Regions from separate parts of the Mus musculus genome. Here regions 2, 3 and 4 are each linked to region 1. A link is a contact called in public promoter capture Hi-C data. All regions are on one chromosome and are shown on one strand. The core of a region is the stretch at or near the end of the contact, and the rest is flanking DNA. Distances in the headings are between cores, read along the strand shown. Region 1 holds the start of Ddit4l (DNA-damage-inducible transcript 4-like). Region 2 has its middle 43 kb from the start of Bank1. Region 3 holds the start of 4933401H06Rik (RIKEN cDNA 4933401H06 gene). Region 4 overlaps Bank1 (B cell scaffold protein with ankyrin repeats 1).

Region 1 (5,110 bases), core at 2,063-4,562:
CTGTCATTGAAAAGATGGCTCTCAGAGAGGGAGGGAGGGGAGGAGAGAGAGAGAGACAGAGAGACAGAGAGAGACAGACAGATATATATATATACACACACACACACACACACACACAGAGAGAGAGAGAGAGAGAGAGAGAGAGGCGGGTACAATAACAGCAAGCCCTGGGCACATGAAAGTCAAATTAGGCAAAGTGGATCTTGCTCTGTTGCTAAGACTACCTGCTAAATATGAGACCAAATATAAAATTAAAGGAGATTGCTTCTTTTTCCTCCTTATTCCATTCTATCCCATATGGACACATATGTGGGCAATTTGCTCTCTTGAATTATGTCTTAAAAGCTGGACAAAAAAAAAAAAAATCAGCCTTTAAAGTGGGTTGCTATGGGTGAGACACACAGAAGGAAAAGGGCCTAAATCTGGGATTTCCTGGTGAGGGCAAGCAGGCAAACTACAAATGACTGGCTGGATAGCTTCAGAGGTTTATTATCCACTCATTAGGGGCCTTTAATTGTTTTTCCTCCTTAGCACTCTTCAATGACTGTCGTTCCAATCAGGGAGTACAGTTTTTTCTTCACAAGTCGAAATCCTGAGCTGAGAATCAGAGTTCGCTTAAGGCCTGAGGAGAAGCGACCTCTGCTAAAGAAGAAGTCCTTGAGGCTGGTCCACGGGCAGCTCTCCTGCTTAAACACAAGCGTGAGCTCAAAGGTCGGCACCACGCTAGCATCACACACGATCCTATCCAGCTTTTTACATACATTTTCAATCTCCAAGTTCACGTGCATAACACAACCCCGAAGGCCGCAGGGCTCCGTGGACGAGAGCCGCAGGACATCTTGAGCAATTCTCTGGGTCAGTTTCTCAGGGACCAAGACCTTAGAGCAACCAAGTTTGGTTTGCTTTGATCTGGACAGACAGTTCTCCAACATTTTAACCAAATTCTGGCATGTTGTCTCTTCAAATACCACCTCGTTGAGGTTGGGCTCAGGGACAACATAATCCCAGTAGTCGAAATCTGAAAGAAATGAAAGTTTTAGTGAACAGAGAAGCAAGGTGTACGAGGTCTTACTGGCATAGTAAGACTGGCCACTTCTAGCTTCATATCTACCTGCTTTTAATACTGCTTTCTCTCATCTCAATTTTGCTGTTAACCATGTAGGTAATAGAACAGGCCTTCTAACCTTTCAGGACTGAAAGCTCATCTATGCCCTAAAGACTCTGATAAACATAATGAATAGGTTAAAACAACCCTCTTTTACAATTTCTTCTCTCCCCGTAGTCTTGAGGATTATGTGGCAAAAATCTGTCCAAGGTCATCCAAGATTACTAGTGATCTCCTTTCCCCCTTGCTCTCTCTGTAGGGTTTTCCAAGTTTATTTTAGTTTTTTTTCACAAGTCCATGCAGAACATCTGGAATAAAAATCATCACTATTGCTTAACAAAGGGACCGTTGGCGTGCAGAATGGTTTCAAACGCTGTAAAGTGAGCCTGTCCCAATGCTAATGATCTACCAGCCTTAGTTTTCGTTAGAAGTCCTTACTAGGATGGCCTGGAGGTCCAGTGTTGGCTTTGACCTGTTTGATTCAAGTTTGCTCGCAGAGGAGAGAGGACTTTTGAGGTTCCTGAGTTTATTTATAACCGGGCTGGGTCAGTTTTTCTTAGCTGAGCAAAACAAAACAGTCCCAGGAAAACAAAGTTAGGTTTACTCAGAGGAAAAAAGATAGCTCTGCATTTGGTCACCTACCTTCCAAATTAATCCTACTACTTGGCCGGGTGCCATGCCACACTGCGGCCACGAGCCTTCCTCTCCTCTCCTGGTTTTCTATGTCATTAGCTCACTTAGAGGGCACTGCTTGTTTTTTGTTTTTTGTTTTATTTTTTAAATTCCAACAAATAGATTCCAAATCATATCTGTATTTTTATCCACATTGAAGACAGACAAATTTAGAATTATAATATTATCTTATAGATGAAGAAAATCTAAAGAGCTTAAGCCACTTAATATATGCTCACACCACTCTTCCATAGTTGAATAGTCTGTCAGATTAGAAATTGACGTTTCAAGTTGCAAATGATGATTCCTGTAGAACCAGGGCTGTTCAAGTTTTCTTCTGACATTAATGCACAGTGGGTGCATTTCATAATAGAATCTTACTTAGCAACGAAAAGGAACTCACTGATGAGGTAAGTGTATAACTCTACAACATCACACGGTGGGAAAGCAAACCGAACTGAGAAGAGCATATACACTTATTATTTAACATTCTAAAAGCAAAACTAACGTGGTAACAAAATGCCGAAGGATGGTCTTCTGGAGACGGGAAAGAGAAGGATTAGGTGGCAAACAGAAAAGGGAGAATTTGGGGGGGGGGGGGGAGGGGGGACGGACGTGGTGGTGCTAGCTACACAAGTAAGCGCATGTCTTTAAACACACCCAGCCTGTACACTTAATGTTCCAACCATGAGATAGGGAACTTCATCCCCAAGAGCCTCTTAGCAGACTGGAACAACGCATTATTCCCCTTACGTTTGTTTTTGGTGGGCAGACAATGCAAAGGAAGTTTAGAAAGAGATCTCAGATGGGTTTCATAGTCCTCTGTGTCTCTAGGAGGAGATGAAGTCTCGCGCACTCAGGCAGGGACGCTTACACTAGAGAGGGGCCCCGCAACCTTCGGATAGGAAAGAGGTGGACAGCCCAGAGACTCACCACTTAGCAGACTCCCAGGGTGATAGCCACCGTCCAACAACTCTGAAATGCTGGCCGGGTTCTTACTGCTCAAACTGCCCGTTGCAACCATGGTCAACGGCTCTGTTTCCCTCGCGGAGCAGAACGGATCTTTCCCTAGGCGCTGGGAGGAAAAAGTGAGAAGTTTGCAAAAGCACGCAAGAAGTGCACAGGCTCCTCAGAGTCCCGGCATCGCCAGGGCGAACTAGCCCGGGCACTGCCCTTCCAAAGGGAGGGACCAGCCTTAGCAACTCAAGTTGACAAAGCCCTAGGAGCGGAGGCGCCAACTAAAGCCAACAGGCTGGAAGTAGCTGGAAAGTCAGCACAACTGGGAAGCGACCCTGCCCTATCCCGCCTCCTCGGGTCGCTCACCTGCCGGATTTCACCAGACGCTGAAGGGTAAACCGAGGCAGGCGCCCCTCAGTAGTCCGAAGCTTGGACAGTGGTCCCCTGCACAGTCCTGCAGCAAGCCGAAGGCTGCGGGCCACCGCGCCCACCAGCACAGGCTGCACCCGGCCGCTCCGCCTCCCGAATGGAGAGCGCTTTATAGGTCCCGCCTCTCCTCCTGGCCGGCACGCCCACCTGCGCCACTCGCTCGGGCCCGTGCCCCGGCCCGCCCCTGCAGGGTCAGGTCACCTTTCAGTTCCTTCCCAGGCAGGGGCCCAGGCAAGCCCCTGGGAGTTGGTGATCAGCCTCGCCTTGGGCGGACACCTGCTGCTTCCTGAGTTGGCCACTGGTCACCCTGAGTTGGCCACTGGTCACCCTCCTAAAGAGCATCTCCCTTCGGCCACTAACCTAGATTCTTTGGCGTGAGCCCCTGCCCACAGCTTGCCTGCTTCCAGGCTCAGACTGCTCAGGTTTTGGCTATGGAACTTTTCAAGCAGCTAGAAGCTCCAGGTCCTGTTAGGCATGACCCAAAACTTTGCTGTGTCATTCTGAATAAGTATTTGGCTTAGTTGACACTGTGCTCTGTGAGCATCCTTTATGCCCATGTTCTGACTCTAACCCATCAGCTCCAGTCCGCACCCAGTCTCCCCGCAGGTGGTCGGGATGTGGTAAGGGCTCTCTAGCTTCAGCTGCACTCAGGAATCAATGGGGCATCTTTGGGGATACTACATCTGTGACTAAACCGTTTTTCTCCGCGGCCAGGGCGAGCCTGGCCCTGTTCTAAGACCTGGCTTCGAAAGGCACAGAACTTGAATTGAAGAGGGCCAGTGCCAAGAAACTAAACAAAACCACTAACAGGATCTCAGTTGCCTGCTCCAGCCGCAGGATAGTTAGGAGCAATTGCCATTCCCAGAAGCAAAAGTTCCCGGTGGGCTTGTTTGGGAAGAAGTTTAAGCTTTAGTGGTCTTTAAAAAGCTTGTGGGGCATGAGAATAAAGAGTTGTCCTGCTAGGATAAGCTCTGCGACTCTTTCCGGGGAGTCTTGAGCAAGAGGGAACAGAGGGTCTGGGACACCACTAAAAGCACGATGCCAAACGTTTTCTTCTAACTTTACTAAGCCACCCTTCCTGCTGCCCTGCGCCAGTGGCACAGGGTTTGCAATGGGTGGGCGTTCCCAGCGAGGTTGCTGAGGTTGCTGAGATGGTTGAGGTGGATCAGAAAAGGAAGAGACCGAGATACTTGGGGTGAGGGTGAACCTCATTCAAGGCCAGGTTCCAGCACCACTCCCGCACACTTTGGGTCCCCACGTGCAAGGAAGGACCTGCAGGTTAGGGCCTTGAGAAGTAGGATCCGCTGTCCAGGCTAAAAAAACTCTCAGAAGGAAAAACAACAACAAAAGTGGTAAAGAGAGTGTGATAAACAGATCAGTGGGAGGACACTTGCAGGCAGAGCAACAGAAACTAAAGCCAGCTTGAAGGTCCATTTTTAACTCTCCCGAAGCAGCTGCACTGCTCAAGGTCAGGCAGGCTCAGGCACGGGATGCTGATAGGCTGGGGAAAGCAGATTTCCACTTCTATTTTAATAACAAAAGTGGAAAACAAGCAATCCCATTTAAGCCGGTTAGAATGGGTCCTTTAGCTGCTACAGAGCCGCTGGTCCTTATCTAGTCAGCCTTGTTAATGACAGCTGCGTCCTCCCTGCTTCAAGGAATGTTATTAGTGTTATGATAGTAAGTGATCAGAATGGACGTGGGTAGAATAGAGAAAATGCAGCATTTCCACTCGGGTATTTAGGCATAATTCATACTTCCACCGGGACAAAGTTATAGAAAGTTCTAGAATGTGGTATTTACTTTTGGCTCACCTAGCTACAATTTTATATCACTCTCTGGGCTTTTATCTCAGAAGGCAATTTACCCATATGCAAAAATTTCAAATAAGAGCATTCTTTTTGACTGAACGAGTGATGCTATCAGGAAGCTTAGGGCAGGAGGAAT
Region 2 (5,287 bases), core at 436-2,935, 1.3 Mb after region 1:
TCAAGTATGTGTTCCATTCCATAATTAAGACCTTAATCCAATATTTTCAAAAGTCGTTGACTACTTTTCTAACATGCGTGCCACTATTGCACTTACGGACACATATGGCCAGGCAGGTTATTGCTGCAGCTTGCAATCCATAGCCATGTGTGACTGGGGATCTCCTTTCTGGCAGCATCCATGACTCCTTCTGTCATTATGAACAATATGCAGAAGGGATGAGGCTTTCAGTTGACCACCAGGCAGATTTCTCCATGTTGTTGTTTGTTTTACTTCCATAGATGTCCTTTGTGTATATATTAAGGCTTCCACTTTTGTGTTTTTGGTAGGAGTCCTGTGTGTGTGAGTGGGAGTGTCACTGCATCTATATGCATGCCTTGTGCTTTTCCTGCAGTCTCTTTGTGGTTGGATGTTTGGTCGGATTCCTATTTTTTTAATCTTATTTTATTATGATTCCTTAAATGCTGATTTGTTTTCTGACACAGAAAGGATGTCAATGTGAATGGGGAGCAACTTGGGGGAGTAGCGGGGAGACTATAACCAGAATATACCAAAATAAAATCTATTTTCAATAAAATAAAACAAAATAAAATAAAATAAATTCTCCATAAAATTATCATTGTTTCCCTACTTCTGCCATCACAACATTTTGAGACAGATCAGGAAAAGTGGGAGGTATGAAAGAACCCCTACAGAATTAAATAAGCAGGAGTTTGAGCAGTGGAATTGTCTCAAGACATGTCTAAACTATGATAGATTCTGTCTAGTCTCCTAATAGTCCTTAAAAAACAAACAAGTGTAGCCTAGCGTTCCTCAAGATTAGCCTAAATTACGTAACTGATGTTACCGTCACTCAGTGTAAATCGTATTTTGCAGTTGTAATTTTATAAAGTGTTCTTTTGGATGTTTTGAAAAGGGGAGCAGGGCGGGGGAGTGTATAGGGAACTTTCGGGATAGCATTTGAAATATAAATAAAGAAAATATATAATAATAATAATAAAGAAAAGCAGGAAAAACTCACAATGTTCTAGGAATCTGAAAACACTTCGACTGTAGAAGAATGAATAGGAATACTTATAGCGTCTGCCTGATGGCTCCTCCTTTTAGACTGAATGGTCTGTCTCTGATCTTTTCCCGAGGCTTCATTAAACACCAAGTCATATGTAAAGCGATACTGATCCGAAGGACAGGTTTGGAACTTCACCAGGAAGTGACAGTGATGTCTCTTCAGTCTTATGCGGACAGCTCACACTTTATGCTCACTTTCCGCACTGTGAGTACGCCCCTGCACTCATCCATCCCCCACGTTACCAGCGTGGGATGTACTGAATGTCAGCTGAGGAGCATTGATTTGCTTTTATATTGTTGATTCAAAGGAGACCTAGACAGAGGAAAACATTTTTAAAGGAATAAAATACAAAGTGCTCTTAGAACCTAGTTGATTTTATTACAGCGTATTTCCGTTGTGCCTACTCTCTTTTAAGGATAAATGAGCTGTTTGGTAGGAGAAAAAAAAGAGCTGAAGCTTTACTGAGAGATTTTGTACTTACTGTGTGCTTCTGAGCAAGTTACTTCAGGACAAAGGTTTCATAATAAAATCCCTGGACTTTATTCACCGATGATGAAAATAATCACTCCGTGGGGGAAATTGGCCATCTGTGAGTGGCATCCGCTGGGATGCAGGGGTGTAAGTGGGTTGCCCACGAGCCTCCTGGGTGAGTTTCAGCCAAGCTGTCCTCCAATCAGAGGCTAATTAAGATGAGAAACTGCCACACAATATTGAAATATAGCCACGGGTGGAACAGAAATCATTCCTGGCCTCGTCGTCACTCTGAACTATGGCAAACCAGAGCAATGCCACTTCGACACAGCAATCCCTTGAAGCAGATGAAGAAACTTTGCTGGTTCCCGGTTTCTCTCACCCAGTACCCTTCCTCTCACCTTCGAGCTGCTGATGTCCCGGTGACTGTGGATAACTCCTGTGCCTCATATGGTGCTGCAATGTCTCCAGGACTGTGCATAACTCCCGTGTCTGGTGTCTCTGTCCCATTTACCCCACTTCTTCCATCTCCCCACCAGCTTCAGTGACATCAGATGCAAATATTTACACCCAACCAATGGACAGAAGCAGGTGACCACTGTTGTTGAATTAGGGAAGGCTGAAAGAAGCTGAAGAGAAGGGCCATCCTGTAGGAGGACCAGCAATTTCAATTAATCTGGACCCTCAAGATCTCTCAAACACTGTACCACCAAACAGACAGCATACACTAGCTGATATGAGACCCCTAACACACACACAGTAAAGGACTTCCAGGTCTGTGTTCATTCAGAGATGCTGCACCTAACCCTCAAGAGACTGAAGGTTCCAGGGAGTTTAGTGGTCAGGTGGGGTCAGAATGGGGCATCCATGTGGAGACGGGGTGGGGTGGGGTGGAGGTGTGGGATGTGGAGCAGATGGAGGGTGGATGTGGAGGGGCAGGGAATGAAATGTGGAGTATAAAAAATAAACAATAAAATAAAATGCAAAAAAGAGAACGAAAAGTAAAAAAAGAGAAGTCATGTTTTGTTTGTGTTGGGCAATACTGTGTTGTTTTTCTTGCTGAAATACAATCTTTGGTGTAATGCCTTTGAACTTCACATAAAGCTTCTGAGATAAACACATCTTATTATCTTTATAAATATGGGGAAACATTCTGAGTTATGAAATATCTGGGCCGGAGTATCTGGGTGGTAAATATTTGATCTATACAGATTTATTATTGCCACTTTTTCTTGTGAAGTATCGACAGCTTCCTCTTTTCCACATCACATCTCCATTTAAAAGCCCCTATCCAGAACTTCTTTTTCATTTTTTAAAATTTGAGAATAGTATAATTTCTCCATAAAAATAAAAGGAGAGAAGCATTGATAATCTCCCAGTATCTGGACTAAGTAACAAGAGACCAAACCTAATAATCTTAGAGATGACAGAGAAAACTTTTGGTGGCGTGTCCTGGGTATACAGCACAGAAAATCGTTGTAACTGGTTTGCTGGATCTTCATTTCCAAACTGTATTAAATACAAATCCACAACCTCTCATGCCACATAGATCTCAATAAAATGTTCTAAATATAAGTACAAAGTCCAAGCTGACTCTTTCTAATTCTCTCATCATTTCCAAGCAGAAGCCAGATTTCCTGTTTCTCCATGGTTAGATCACACTGTTCATACTATCATATAAATCAGGATTTATATCAGCATATTATATTTTGACTTGATTTTCCATCATGACCATGCTTTGAGCTTAGGCACAATACATTTTCATACATTCCTTTATTTTAATGTTCTCTTACAGATGAATAAAATATCTTGTGTAAACACCCTTAAACACATTTCTCTCTTGTGAGGACAGATTCCAAAGGGAAACTGCTTATTCAATGTCTTAGTGCTTTTCAGAAGTTAGTTTAGGATACATTTCAAAAGGTCATATCAATTAGCATGTGCTAACTGATTTCTTTTTATTTTCAATTTTTTATTAGATATTTTCTTCATTTACATTTCAAATGCTATCCAGAAAGTCCCCCCGCCCGCTCCCCTACCCACCACTCCCCCACTTCTTGGCCCTGGCGTTCCCCTGTAGCGAGGCATATAAAGTTTGCAAGACCAAGGGGCCTCTCTTCCCACTGATGGCCAACTAGGCCATCTCCTGCTACATATGCAGCTAGAGTCATGAGCTCTGGGAATACTGATTAGTTCATAATGTTGTTCCACCTATAGGGTTGCAGACTCCTTCAGCTCCTTGGGTACTTTCTCTAGCTCCTCCATTGGGGGCCCTGTATTCTATATAGCAGCCTTATTTATAATAGCCAGAAGCTGGAAAGAACCCAGATGTCCCTCAACAGAGGAATGGATACAGAAAATGTGGTACATTTACACAATGGAGTACTACTCAGCAATTAAAAACAATGAATTCATGAAATTCTTAGGCAAATGGATGCATCTGGAGGATATCATCCTGAGTGAGGTAACCCAATCACAAAATAACACACATGGTATGCACTCACTGATAAGCGGTTATTAACCCAGAAACTTAGAATATCCAAGATACAATTTGCAAAATGCATGAAACTCAAGAAGAAGGAAGATCAAATAGAGTGGGGAACAAAATACCCATGGAAGGAGTTACAAAGTTTGGAGCAGAGCCTGAAGGAAAGACCACCCAGAGACTGCCCCACCCAGGGATCCATTCAATATAAAACGACCAAACCCAGACACTATTGCACATGCCAGAAAGACTTTGCTGAATTCTATTTCACAAAGGGATCCGCAGCTTTGCCAGCCTTCCTCTTTGCAGCTTCTCCCTCACCAATCTCCGTGGAGCAGGGTGCCTAAGCCTATTGTGTTTGCATTTTCTGATCTCTGCTCCGGTAGATTACAGTGCCATCTGCTTCTGCTGCTCTTCATCTTTCCTGAATTTCTGTTTTGCTATTCATAGAATCCTCTAGCATACTCTTTCTTCCCATGAAGAAAATGGTGTGAGGTTTCTGCTTCCCTCACATCTTTGTACAAAGGTTTATGGTTTTAAGAAATTGTTTTTATTTTTCTTCATAAAATGTCTTATGCCTTTCTTCCTACACTTTTTTTTTCTGTCTGGCAGGGTTGAGTCTCTCTATTTCTCCTTCTTGGTAACATTCTCCACGTACCCGAGAAGGCTATGTCTGCTTAGACATTCTGTAATTGTTTTCCATATACTTCATTCAAATATGTCCTAAATTTAATTTTTAAAATTCAGGCTTTTAGCCTATTGTGCAGTTTATTTGATAAGATTTACTGGTTTCTTTCTGAAAGTGCCATAAAATGGGATCCCAGCAATTTCCAGCTTTCTAGTTAGTTAGTCAACTGTGTACATGGAATGACCCAAAGTTCTTCACCACTGGACATCCCAAATCAGTCTTTCTAAGAACTATTGTATAGGCAACTAAGAAGGCTAAAATGATTGAATCAAACAAGGAGGTAAAATTTTAGGGCAAGTCCCCACATCTATGACATTCCATTTTCTCACTATAGGGCTGTTCTTAGAAGATACTGAAACTATATCATTATTTTACTAGTTGAAAAAGCCTAGCATATATTATATTCCCTAAGGGAAAATGTGATTGACCATTGAATGCTGATAAAGTAACATGCTTACAATAAGACAACTGATATTCACTATCAACTCTCTTCCAAGGCAGGACTGTGACTTACAGTGGTACATAAAATAGAAATGAAGGCAGACATCGGAACCTCATGAAAGATGAATAAAAC
Region 3 (4,944 bases), core at 190-2,689, 1.8 Mb after region 1:
GATAATCTGACAACATGGGTCCAGGTGAAGAAGGTGTGGCTAATGTCTCAGCAAAATGGTAAAGGCTGGGACCTTCAGGACAGCCCTTAAGGCTATGGGAAAGACCTATAAATACATGAGTTCAAAATATATATAATTTCTCAACTATGCAAAACATAAGAGTGCAATATGAATTATGGGGGCTTCATGAATCTAAAGGAACAAAGGCAGCTACACTCTGAGCTAGACTGTCAGAAAGACACAAAGGCAGGCAGATTCCTGAGTTCAAGATCAGCATGTATGCTTACAGTCTTTTAAGAATCAAAGGACTGCGGTCACGGGATGTTGATTCAAAATATAATCAAAAGGAAACCTGGAATAAATAACTGAATTGATATGTAAATTAAAAAACTGGGCTTTTGGTCTGCATGAGATGAGCTAGCAAAAGGCGATAGCAGTTGTTTAGAAATTCTCTCTAGTGAGAGCTGGGCTCTCTAGAAATCTCTGGAGAGCAAAACAGCTCTTCAAGAATTTTTTCTTACCAAGATTTCTGACTTAGTCGGAAGATCCAATAATTTTTTATAGCAGCTTCTCTGACTAAACCCAGACAGCATTTAGAACTTTTACCTACAGAGAGAGCTGTCTCAACCAGACAGTTTTTAGATGAGACAGACAGACAGACAGACAGACAGACAGACAGACTGACTGACTGACTGGAAAGCCATCTCAGCAGAACCTGAGTGGGCAGCTTGAACCCATGATTTGACTTTGAGTCGTTCTTTCTGCCACTCCCAGACACCCCTTCTCTCAGAACCCCACTCCAATGCCAAGGCTGGTCCTTGACAAAGAAATAACATCTTGGGAATATAAATTGTCCAAGATTAGCTCATAGGAGGTGAAGAGAAGATTCAAGTCTCATGTTTTCCCGTTACTAAGCAATTAGAGATTGACTGTTATGTCTTCTTCATTAAACATGGAGAGTAACTCAAATAATAAAAAGAAAATCCACAGGATCCTGCAGGGAACTGTATTTTATTGGGCCTACTAGTTTTTAGGGTCATAAAGTTAAATTGCTCTTTAAACTACTTAGGATCCTTGTGAGTGGGGACGGGGGAGGTGGGGAACAGAGATCACTTAAATACAGTTCTATCTCTCCCTTCTATCCCCATCTTTCAAATGGGAAAGCTGGGGTCCACAAAGGTTTCATTCAAGCAACAGAAACTAACAACTGACCCCAATGTCTCAAACATAGGCTCAGACTCCTAACACAGCTGGGGAGAGCCCGGCGTGGTCACGTGCTTCCAGCAATGAATGTGGACCATCTGGATACAGACTCTCTACAGCTGTTTAGATCCGGGACTCTCTCCTACAGCAGAGGCAGCCTGTCAGTGCACCTGAACTGCCGCTGCGCACGTTGCATACGTAACATAACGTAACGTAACGTAATGTAACGTACTCTGTGAGACCAGGACAATGGATTACATTAAAGAAGGAAAATGTGAAGACTGAAAATGCTTCTCTGATGAGAAAGCAGCCACCTAGATCCCACGAGCTCATGTTACCGTAATATTTACTAATAGGACTCTGACAATGCCTGGCGCATAACAGTTCCTGGTAGACAGGTGACAAATAAAATAAAATAAAATAAGAATAAAATAAAAACAGGGATAAATAAAGTGGAAAGGAGTGATGAGCTCTTGGCTGCTTGTGTATGTAACCAAAGGTACAAGAGTAACTGAAACAAAACAGGTGCAGAAATCTCCGTGACAGTAGATTAGTGTGGGGCACCTAGCTTAGATCCCAACCATTTAAAGTGCAGCTTTGAAAGTAACTATCGGGAAGTCTCTTCTAACCTGGAAGAAAAGCGATCGTTTCACCGATTTATCTCTTCAAGGGTCACTGACAGGTGTCACAAAGTCTGGTTGGTGGCTTACAGGCATGACACAACAGGAACATTCGAAGCAGGAGTGGACGAGAAAACGGCAGATCTGTCCGCTGTGATGACGGGATTACCTAACTCGGTGACCAGACACCTTGGTGTCCCTCCCTTTACGCGTCTCCAGCTCGCTGTCTACCAGCCTCTCCCAAGTCTACCATTGTAAGTGCCTCTTCAGAGTTGACACAATCTTTCTTGGCTTGACTTTTGGACACATTCTTAACACCATTAAAAGAGAAGGTTTGAGCAAGAAACACTCCAGACGAATAATCCTCTAGGAGGCCGAACTAGGGATGACAAGTATTCTCTGATATCAGTGCTTCCATTTTTATCTCACGCCTTCTTATGCTTCTTACTTAGGGCTGAATGGTGCGCATGTATTCAGAAACACACGCAAACACACATTCACACACACACATATATACACACATAGGAACACGCAGATATACACATACACCACTCACAGTCACACATACACACGCACTAAAACATACTGAAATACACATATATCAGATCACACAGATACGTGGCCACGTACAAATATGCTTACATACATACATACATACATGCATGCATGTGCACATACACACATACATTCTTCCAAGTCTTTCTGAAGAGCATATGAAGACTTCTTCTCTAGAATATATTATTATAAAGACAAAAATGTCTAATGAATTAGACACTATTAGGAAAAACTCCTTATGAAGCCGTGTGTAGAGATAGCATTGCTACGACAAGGCAGGTAAAGTGCAATTTACAGACAAAGACGCCCATATGTTGAGAATGTTCGTATCTAGGTCCTAAATTATGAGTGGTTTTTTTTTTCCTTTCTGCTTATCTAGCTTTCCCAATTTTAAACAATGTACTTGTGTTTCTATGGGGATCCATCCCATAACCAGACACTATTGTGGATGCCAACAAGAGCTTGCTGACAAGAGCCTGATATAGCTGTCTCCTGAGAGGCTCTGCCAGTGCCTGACGAATACAGGAGTGGATGCTCACAGCCATCCATTCAATGGAGCACAGGGTCCCCAATGAAGGAGCTTAGAGAAAGTACCCAAGGAGGTGAAGGGGTCTGCAGCCCCATAGGAGGAACAGCAATATGAACTAACCAGTACCCCCAGAGCTCCCTGGGACTAAACCACTAATCAAAGAAATTGCGCAGAGAGATCCATGGCTCTAGCTGCATATGTAGCAGAGGATGGCCTAGTCGGTCATCAATGGAAGGAGAGGCCCTTGGTCCTGTTAAGGTTCTATGCTCCATTATAGGGGAATGTCAGGGCCAGGAAGCAGGAGTGGGTGGGTTGGGAAGCAGGGGGAGGTAGGAGGGGATACGGGATTTTCAGAGGGGAAACTAGGAAAGGAGATAACATTTGAAATGTAGATAAAGAAAATATCAAATTTTTAAAAAGAAAAAAAAAACAAAAAAGTGACTCATTATTTTCTCTTTTATTTTCATCTCTTTTTCTAGGTTTTTACATGGAGGATGAACTGGAAGTTGATTTTTTTTAATTAGGTATTTTCCTCGTTTACATTTTCAATGCTATCCTAAAGGTCCCCCATACCCACCCACCCCCAATCCCCTACCCACCCACTCCCCCTTTTTGGCCCTGGCGTTCCCCTGTACTGGGGCATATAAAGTTTGCAAGTCCAATGGGCCTCTCTTTGCAGTGATGGCCGACTAGGCCATCTTTTGATACATATGCAGCTAAAGACAAGAGCTCCCCGGTACTGGTTAGTCCATATTGTTGTTCCACCTATAGGGTTGCAGTTCCCTTTAGCTCCTTGGGTAATTTCTCTAGCTCCTCCATTGGGGGCCATGTGACCCATCCAATAGCTGACTGTGATCATCCACTTCTGTGTTTGCTAGGCCCCGGCATAGTCTCACAAGAGACAGCTATATCTGGGTCCTTACAGCAAAATCTTGCTAGTGTATGCAATGGTGTCAGCGTTTGGAAGCTGATTATGGGATGGATCCCTGCATATGGCAATCACTAGATGGTCCATCCTTTCGTCACAGCTCCAAATTTGGAAGTTGATTTTACCAAAGAAAAAAACAGGAAATAAAAAGAATTTTCAAAGATAAGCTTGCATTTTCAAAGAGGATTGCAGACTCCACCATGGGGACTGGCACGTCTCCCAGCTCCATCCTACCCTTTATCCATCTCTCAAGACCTCCAACCCATGAAGAGAGGTCTAGTGTCAAACCAGACACTTGCTCTGGGTTCCTGCTCTCAACCCTGACCTGTCGCAATAGCAGGAGCCCCCATACTTTGTGTCACTATAAGATAGACGTGGATTTTTTTTTAATCTGTTGTCTAAGTTCAAAGGGTCATTTTTGCCTTGCTGTTCACCGAAGACCTCCTACTCATTCTCTCTGTAGGTACATGGGATAAACATCTTCAGCTCACCCTCAAACCTCCTCATGACTGCATACAAGGACAGCATTTGTCCAACACAGATATTCTGGTTCTCAAACCGTAGCCCTGGGTACACCTAGGTTGCTCGGTCCCTGGCAGAGAAAGGGTGCGGTCAAATGATTCTCATTATGTTGCTAACTGCTTCTCCTTTCCTCACTCCTTTATGGGTGATCGATCGAGGCTGCATAGCTCAAGTCACGATAGACTGAATGCAGCAGCACACGTGGAAATCCACGTTAACTCGGGCATCTGTTAAAGCAGACAGCTACCTCCCTGCTTTTAGTAACCCAAACCATGTCAAAAAGCAAACTGGGGGAGAAAGGGCAGATTTGGCTTATGCCTCTGCATTCATAGTCTGTCACTGAAGGAAGTTAGGAAGGAACTCGAACAGGTCAGGAACCTGGAGGCAGGAGCTGATGTAGAGGCCAAGGAGGGGTTCTGCTTACGGGCTCGAACCCAATGGCTTGCTCAACCCAGGACCACCAGCCTAGGGAAAGCACCACCCACAATTGTCTGGGCTCTCCCCCATCAATCTCTTAAGAAAATTAATTTAGAAATGTGTTACAGGCTTGTCTATAACCCCATCTTGTGGAGACATTTTCTCAATAT
Region 4 (5,028 bases), core at 1,815-4,314, 1.5 Mb after region 1:
CTGTCAATCATCTATATGCATTTCTTAGGGGAGAACTTCTAATAAACACAAGTTTTTTTTCATTCATAGCTGGTGTGATAGTGAAATGGAGATAATTGGTATAAAATGTTTAGTATGATGTTTGTATGGTGATTGCTTAATAACTGTCAAAATATTTCCAAATAATCTACATTTTAAAATTGAGCTTTTATGAAAAGACTCCTTCAGTATTTTTAAAACCACTACCTATTTATTTAAAATAAGATATTTTAAGATATAATTTACATATCTTATTTTAAGAATATTTAAAAGTGATGTTTCCATATAATACATGTAACAGTATTATCACTTGAATACATTCCTTGTCACTAAACCCAGAGTAAGGCTTACCCTGGAGGACTCTGTAGGCAGAAGATGGGATCAAATGACTTTCACTTTTCCTCAGCATTCTGTCCTGTATTTCCATGGAAACCGGGCACATAGTTTTGATTCGGGTCATCCTCTCCGCCCACAGAACCTTTCAGCTCTCCAGGCAATTGTAAAAGTATCTTCTTTTCTGGTTTGTTTTTATTCTTTGTAATTACAGCTGGAGCTCCAGCAGAGACTGAAGTAAATGATCCCCTGCTCCCTTGGAAGTCCTAGAGATCTTCGGGTTTAGGCAAGCTTGGTTATTCCCCCCAAACTAAAAGCACATCAAGTTGTTAACAGACCTTGAATGCAGCACTTGAAGATGCTCTGCAGTCCTGGAGAATAGCCTAGGTAATTCCAAGGGTTCTTCTTGATCCTCTCTGTGAAAGGATGTAAAGTCCTATCAGTACCCATCACTTGCTCTACCTCCATGCCTTGCTCTGCCATCAGTTCACAGAGGAAGCTCAATAGAAGATAAGTAAGATAGCACTCGTCAACATTTCAATCTGGGTGGGGAGATCTTACAAGACCCCACCCTAGATAAAGGGCTGTAGGAAAACAGTGGCAGCTTAGAGAGGAGGAAGTCAGTCTGTCTTCTCCAGAGAAAAGTCCCCAGAGAGGTGATTCAATCCATCTCAAGTGGTACACCCTACACAGACATATAGATGAGAGCAACACTAAGTGGATTCAGAAGGAAATTGTATAGAGAGTTGGAGAAAGCGAGGGAGAGATGTAACTATAATATTTAATAAGTATTCAATTAATTAAATTAAATTAAAAAAATAAAGGTCAAGAACTTGAGAGGGGGACATGGGAAGAGTTAGAAGGAGAGAAGATGGGATTTAATGATGTAAATTGTAGTCACATATGAAATCTTCAATACATTTTTTAAAAGAAAAAAAGAAAAATGCTCGCTTAGTTCCCAGGAAACCAACTGATCGCTTTTTGCACGTTGTCTGTTGTTGTCTTCCAAAGGCCCCTTGTCACATTTTTCTCTTAGTACGACAATACTGCTGGCAAGTCTGTTTTTCCTCATCAGCTATAATCTTCACTATACCAGAAAACAAATTAACCTATAATCTTCACTATATTAGAAAACAGATTAACCAATAGGAGAATGGATGTGCTTTTTTTTTTTTTTTTTTTTTTTTTTTTGGCTTAATTGTCCTCTTAGTAATCAACCCTCCAAAGTTGTGTCAGACAAGCCTTTTTAAGTTGGGTAACATAATGTCCCTGTCTCACTGGTTTATTCTCCCTGCTTCAGTTGGTCTTCAGTGTCTGGAAATTGCAGAGAGTAGAAGAATTACTACTTTGAGATTAGTACTTTTCCAGTAACCAGTTCTTGAGACAGATGTTATTTCTTAAGGTAAACCACGTTCTTGCGATTACTCATGGTCCACTCTGGGATGAAGCCACTGTCGGCAATGTGTAGTCCTTTCTCCGCAGAGTTCTGGTGTGGGAGTCTCCCATGACTCACCTCCTTCAGAGTAGCTGATCCATCATCAAGAAAACACTGTCTGAACTGGACCTGGAAACAAAATAGAAAACTATGTGAACTTTCTGAGGAGTTCAAGATTATGTGGAAACTTTGAAAACTTGCCATTTGGGCTATATGTGCATCTTGTGTTTTTCTTGGTTATTCAGTCTTCCTCTTGAAGCACAAGACTTGAAGCTACAACTCCTTTTTTCAGCGGTGCCTATCTTCACTATCTTCACAATTTTTGTTAGAGGTCAATATTTGTTTCTACTTGACCATTTATTTACTTATTATCTGGCAGGTACTAAATTCAAGTTAATCCTAGAAGCAAAATCTACCTTACAGATTTTAAGGGATACTAAAAGTTGCTAAGAAGTTTCTCAAGGTAAGCTAGTTGATTGAACTGCCAAACTTTAAAAGCAAGCATGATATAGAAATCTGTCCTTGCTTTACTAAGTTCGAATATCCCCTCCAAAAGAGGAATTGAAGTTTATTCATCACTATTTCAGAACTGGGAGGTGGGCCCTTTAAGAAGTGTCTGGGTGGTGCTGAGTCTGTTCTCACAGATCAGTGCCACCACTGCAGGTGTGTATTTTACAAAAAGCGTGAGTTCATTCTGACTCCCCGTGTCTGCCTAGCATAGATGGGCTGCTGCCCATTTGTTAGATTGCTGGTGCCCATGGAACTTTGCAGCACCCAGGACTGTGTGCCCAGTAATCATCCATTGTTTATAAATTATCCAGCCTGTGGCATTCTGTTAGGCTGTGTGAACTGGAATAAGACACTAAGTCATGTTGAGGAAACAGCTACTGCCTTTTCTTGTTGCTTTGCAGCAGGCTGCCCCAGTGATTTGCTTTCTTTCTTCTCTCTCTCTCTCTCTCTCTCTCTCTCTCTCTCTCTCTCTTAAAATAATTCTTGCTGTTTCGGGTAGTTGTATGCCAACCGGGCCCATCTGGTGCTATTTTTCTAGAATATTACAGGACTGCTTTCCTACTCAAAGATAACACTTTCACATGTCCTTAAAGCTTTTCTTGTCTTCATCCTTGCAGTGGTCACTCTACTGTAATCAGTTTGCCACAAGCTGGATTCCAATAAGAAATGGTGGAGGGGGGGATGGAGGATGATAGAAGGATCCGTAGCAGCTGTGTGGATAATGGATACTGACATCAGTCCTGTACACAGGCTCGGCTCAGCAGAGTCCTTCCCATAGCAGGAACTGCCTCGCTGCCAGCCATGGCTGCACTCCAGCACTCTGGTGGCAGACTGCATGGCAATGCAGGTATTTTGGGAAACACTACCATCTCAAATAGCTGAGAGCATACATAACCAAAAGCCCTTGAGAGGACAGTGTGAAAGCTTCTGGTATGTTGATAATTTCACTTTGATGTATAAAACTCACAGATTGTCTTGTGAAATCAACTTTCTGCCAGGAAGTCATAATTACGGAACCAAAGTCAAAGGCACAGTATAGCAGTGAAACCCTGTGTCCAGCTTGAGATGTTTCCTCTCAGCACTGAAGCCTCTTAAGATGCTTCCTAGAGAGTAGATTTCTGATGATACAGGCAAGAACAGTCGATATGTAGAACACTACTAAAATTTGAAAATGTTCAACCATAGCAAGAAAATGCCCACTATGCCAAAGCAAGTTAACAATATTTAGGTGGAACTATACACCTTCAAAGATTAATATCTCATCGGACATGTGTGCAGTATTCCCCCTCATTATCTGTAGGCATGAACAGAAAAGGCAGTCCCAGGAGTGAACTCATCAATGAGGTTCCACATCCAGAGGTTGGAAGTAATGCTTGTTTCTATACAATTGTACAATTTCTTTGATCGAGGCTGAAGGAGCAGAAGTCTTACCTATCAAGAGTAAAGTCTATTAGAAAAGTCACATGATGAAACTGCTTACCTCATTGTAAAGGTAACAAACCAATTCTGGCTTAGGTTACCAGAGATCTGAGGGTCAGGATTCTACCTCATCCTTGTGACACTCAGGTCATTTATCAGTTTATCAGAAAGATCACTACTTTCCCTGAATGAACACATCATTGAGAGTGAGAATTCCACTGCTGACAAATTGACATGAGAAGAGCATGGGGTCTTAGCCATGAGCCAGGTGCTTCCCCCAAGGCCAGGTGTTCCTGCACATAGATGAGGGTGCTCTCTCAAAGGGACCATGGCCTTCCCTCACATAGGCTGGAGGCCTCCTCACATAAGCACATTTGTTATGTCATGTTGTCAGGTGCCTTCTTTTACATGAACTGGGGCATTCCTATGCATTGGCCTTAGTACTTCTCACGGGAATGAGAGTGCTCCCTCACATTGGCCAGAGTGTTCCTTCACAGAGCTTGGATGCTCCCTCACATAGATATGAATGGGGTCCCTAGCTCATGCTATCCCACTCTCAAATGGGTGTAGAAACTCACTACATGGATCCAAGCATAGTCCCTCATAGGAGTTGAGTGTTCCCCATAGGGATGAGAGTATTGCCTCAGAGATCAGGATGCATCTTCAAAGAGGCCATGGTGCTCCCTCATCAGTTCCAAGACAAGTACTCCTCATAGGGGACTTGGTGCCCCTTTGATATGGGTGAAAAGCATAGTGGTCACAACAATTCTAGCCAGATCTAAGGCCTCTACTTCTCATTAAATGATTCTTTCATGAACTAAACTAGAAAGACATGTTTACCTAAACCCAGCAAATAATAGTATTCTAAATACAAATGGAATTCATTAAGTGGCCTCCGAGTACACAGCACCCACACAACTTGTAAGGAAGACACATAAGGAAGTTACAACTTCTCTGTCCTTATTTTTCACTCTAGGTTAAACAGGCTATTTATACAGCCATATACAAGGAAAAACAAAATGACTAGGTACCCAACGAAGCCCAGTGTAGTAAGAACAGGTAACATTTTGTCATTTGTCAAGATTGTTGTGTATCTCTGTGGGATTCTAGCACAGTCTTATGAAGAATAGTTATGCGCAAACAGTCATTGATCTGGTTTTCTCTCTGTTGCTTTGATAAAACACTAATCAAAAGCCGCTTGCTCACAGCCATCCATTGGACAAAGCACATGGTCCCCAATGAAGGAGCTAAAGAAAGTACCCAAGGAGCTGAAGGGGTCTGCAGCCCTATAGGAGGAACAACAATATGAACTA

Evidence for each region. Promoter capture Hi-C pulls out the DNA fragments that hold promoters and counts their contacts.
Region 2: a promoter capture Hi-C map of hippocampal neurons shows a contact between it and region 1, with 3 times the contacts expected there. The contact joins the enhancer-like site here to the promoter of Ddit4l in region 1. A contact is called at or near these places in 4 of 39 promoter capture datasets (cranial neural crest, hippocampal neurons, liver and 1 more), 3 of 115 datasets of contacts at active chromatin or transcription factors (astrocytes, embryonic stem cells and forebrain) and 2 of 9 other capture datasets (adipose tissue and embryonic stem cells).
Region 3: a contact with region 1 is called in a promoter capture Hi-C map of pre-B cells, with 10 times the contacts expected there. The contact joins the promoter of 4933401H06Rik here to the promoter of Ddit4l in region 1. A contact is called at or near these places in 11 of 39 promoter capture datasets (the 3T3-L1 cell line, the C10 cell line, cranial neural crest and 7 more), 2 of 115 datasets of contacts at active chromatin or transcription factors (embryonic stem cells and stem cell-derived neural progenitor cells) and 1 of 9 other capture datasets (adipose tissue).
Region 4: a promoter capture Hi-C map of hippocampal neurons shows a contact between it and region 1, with 4 times the contacts expected there. The contact joins the enhancer-like site here to the promoter of Ddit4l in region 1. A contact is called at or near these places in 6 of 39 promoter capture datasets (the HPC-7 cell line, cranial neural crest, hippocampal neurons and 3 more), 1 of 115 datasets of contacts at active chromatin or transcription factors (astrocytes) and 1 of 9 other capture datasets (liver).

Annotation. Positions count from the first base shown.
Region 1 is chr3:137,621,874-137,626,983 of GRCm38.p6, reverse strand. Ddit4l (DNA-damage-inducible transcript 4-like) reads right to left here and starts at 3,312. Exons shown (of 3, transcript NM_030143.4): 1 at 3,101-3,312; 2 at 2,711-2,852; 3 at 1-1,018. The coding sequence starts at 2,801. The coding sequence ends at 528.
Region 2 is chr3:136,366,094-136,371,380 of GRCm38.p6, reverse strand. No RefSeq gene overlaps it. Among named protein-coding and RNA genes, the nearest start is that of Bank1, 43 kb to the right of the region's middle. Within about 2 kb of position 1,685, at least 11 of the 459 cell types and tissues checked have an H3K27ac peak or open chromatin away from gene starts, as enhancers often do. A contact at or near this core is called in hippocampal neurons, where this site is marked.
Region 3 is chr3:135,836,764-135,841,707 of GRCm38.p6, reverse strand. 4933401H06Rik (RIKEN cDNA 4933401H06 gene) reads left to right here and starts at 1,439. Exons shown (of 5, transcript NR_040540.1): 1 at 1,439-1,601; 2 at 1,874-2,077; 3 at 3,387-3,431. All of the region lies in intron 2 of Slc39a8 (solute carrier family 39 (metal ion transporter), member 8), which reads right to left.
Region 4 is chr3:136,163,682-136,168,709 of GRCm38.p6, reverse strand. The region is part of intron 7 of Bank1 (B cell scaffold protein with ankyrin repeats 1); the gene reads left to right. Among named protein-coding and RNA genes, the nearest start is that of Bank1, 160 kb to the left of the region's middle. Within about 2 kb of position 3,064, at least 45 of the 459 cell types and tissues checked have an H3K27ac peak or open chromatin away from gene starts, as enhancers often do. A contact at or near this core is called in hippocampal neurons, where this site is marked.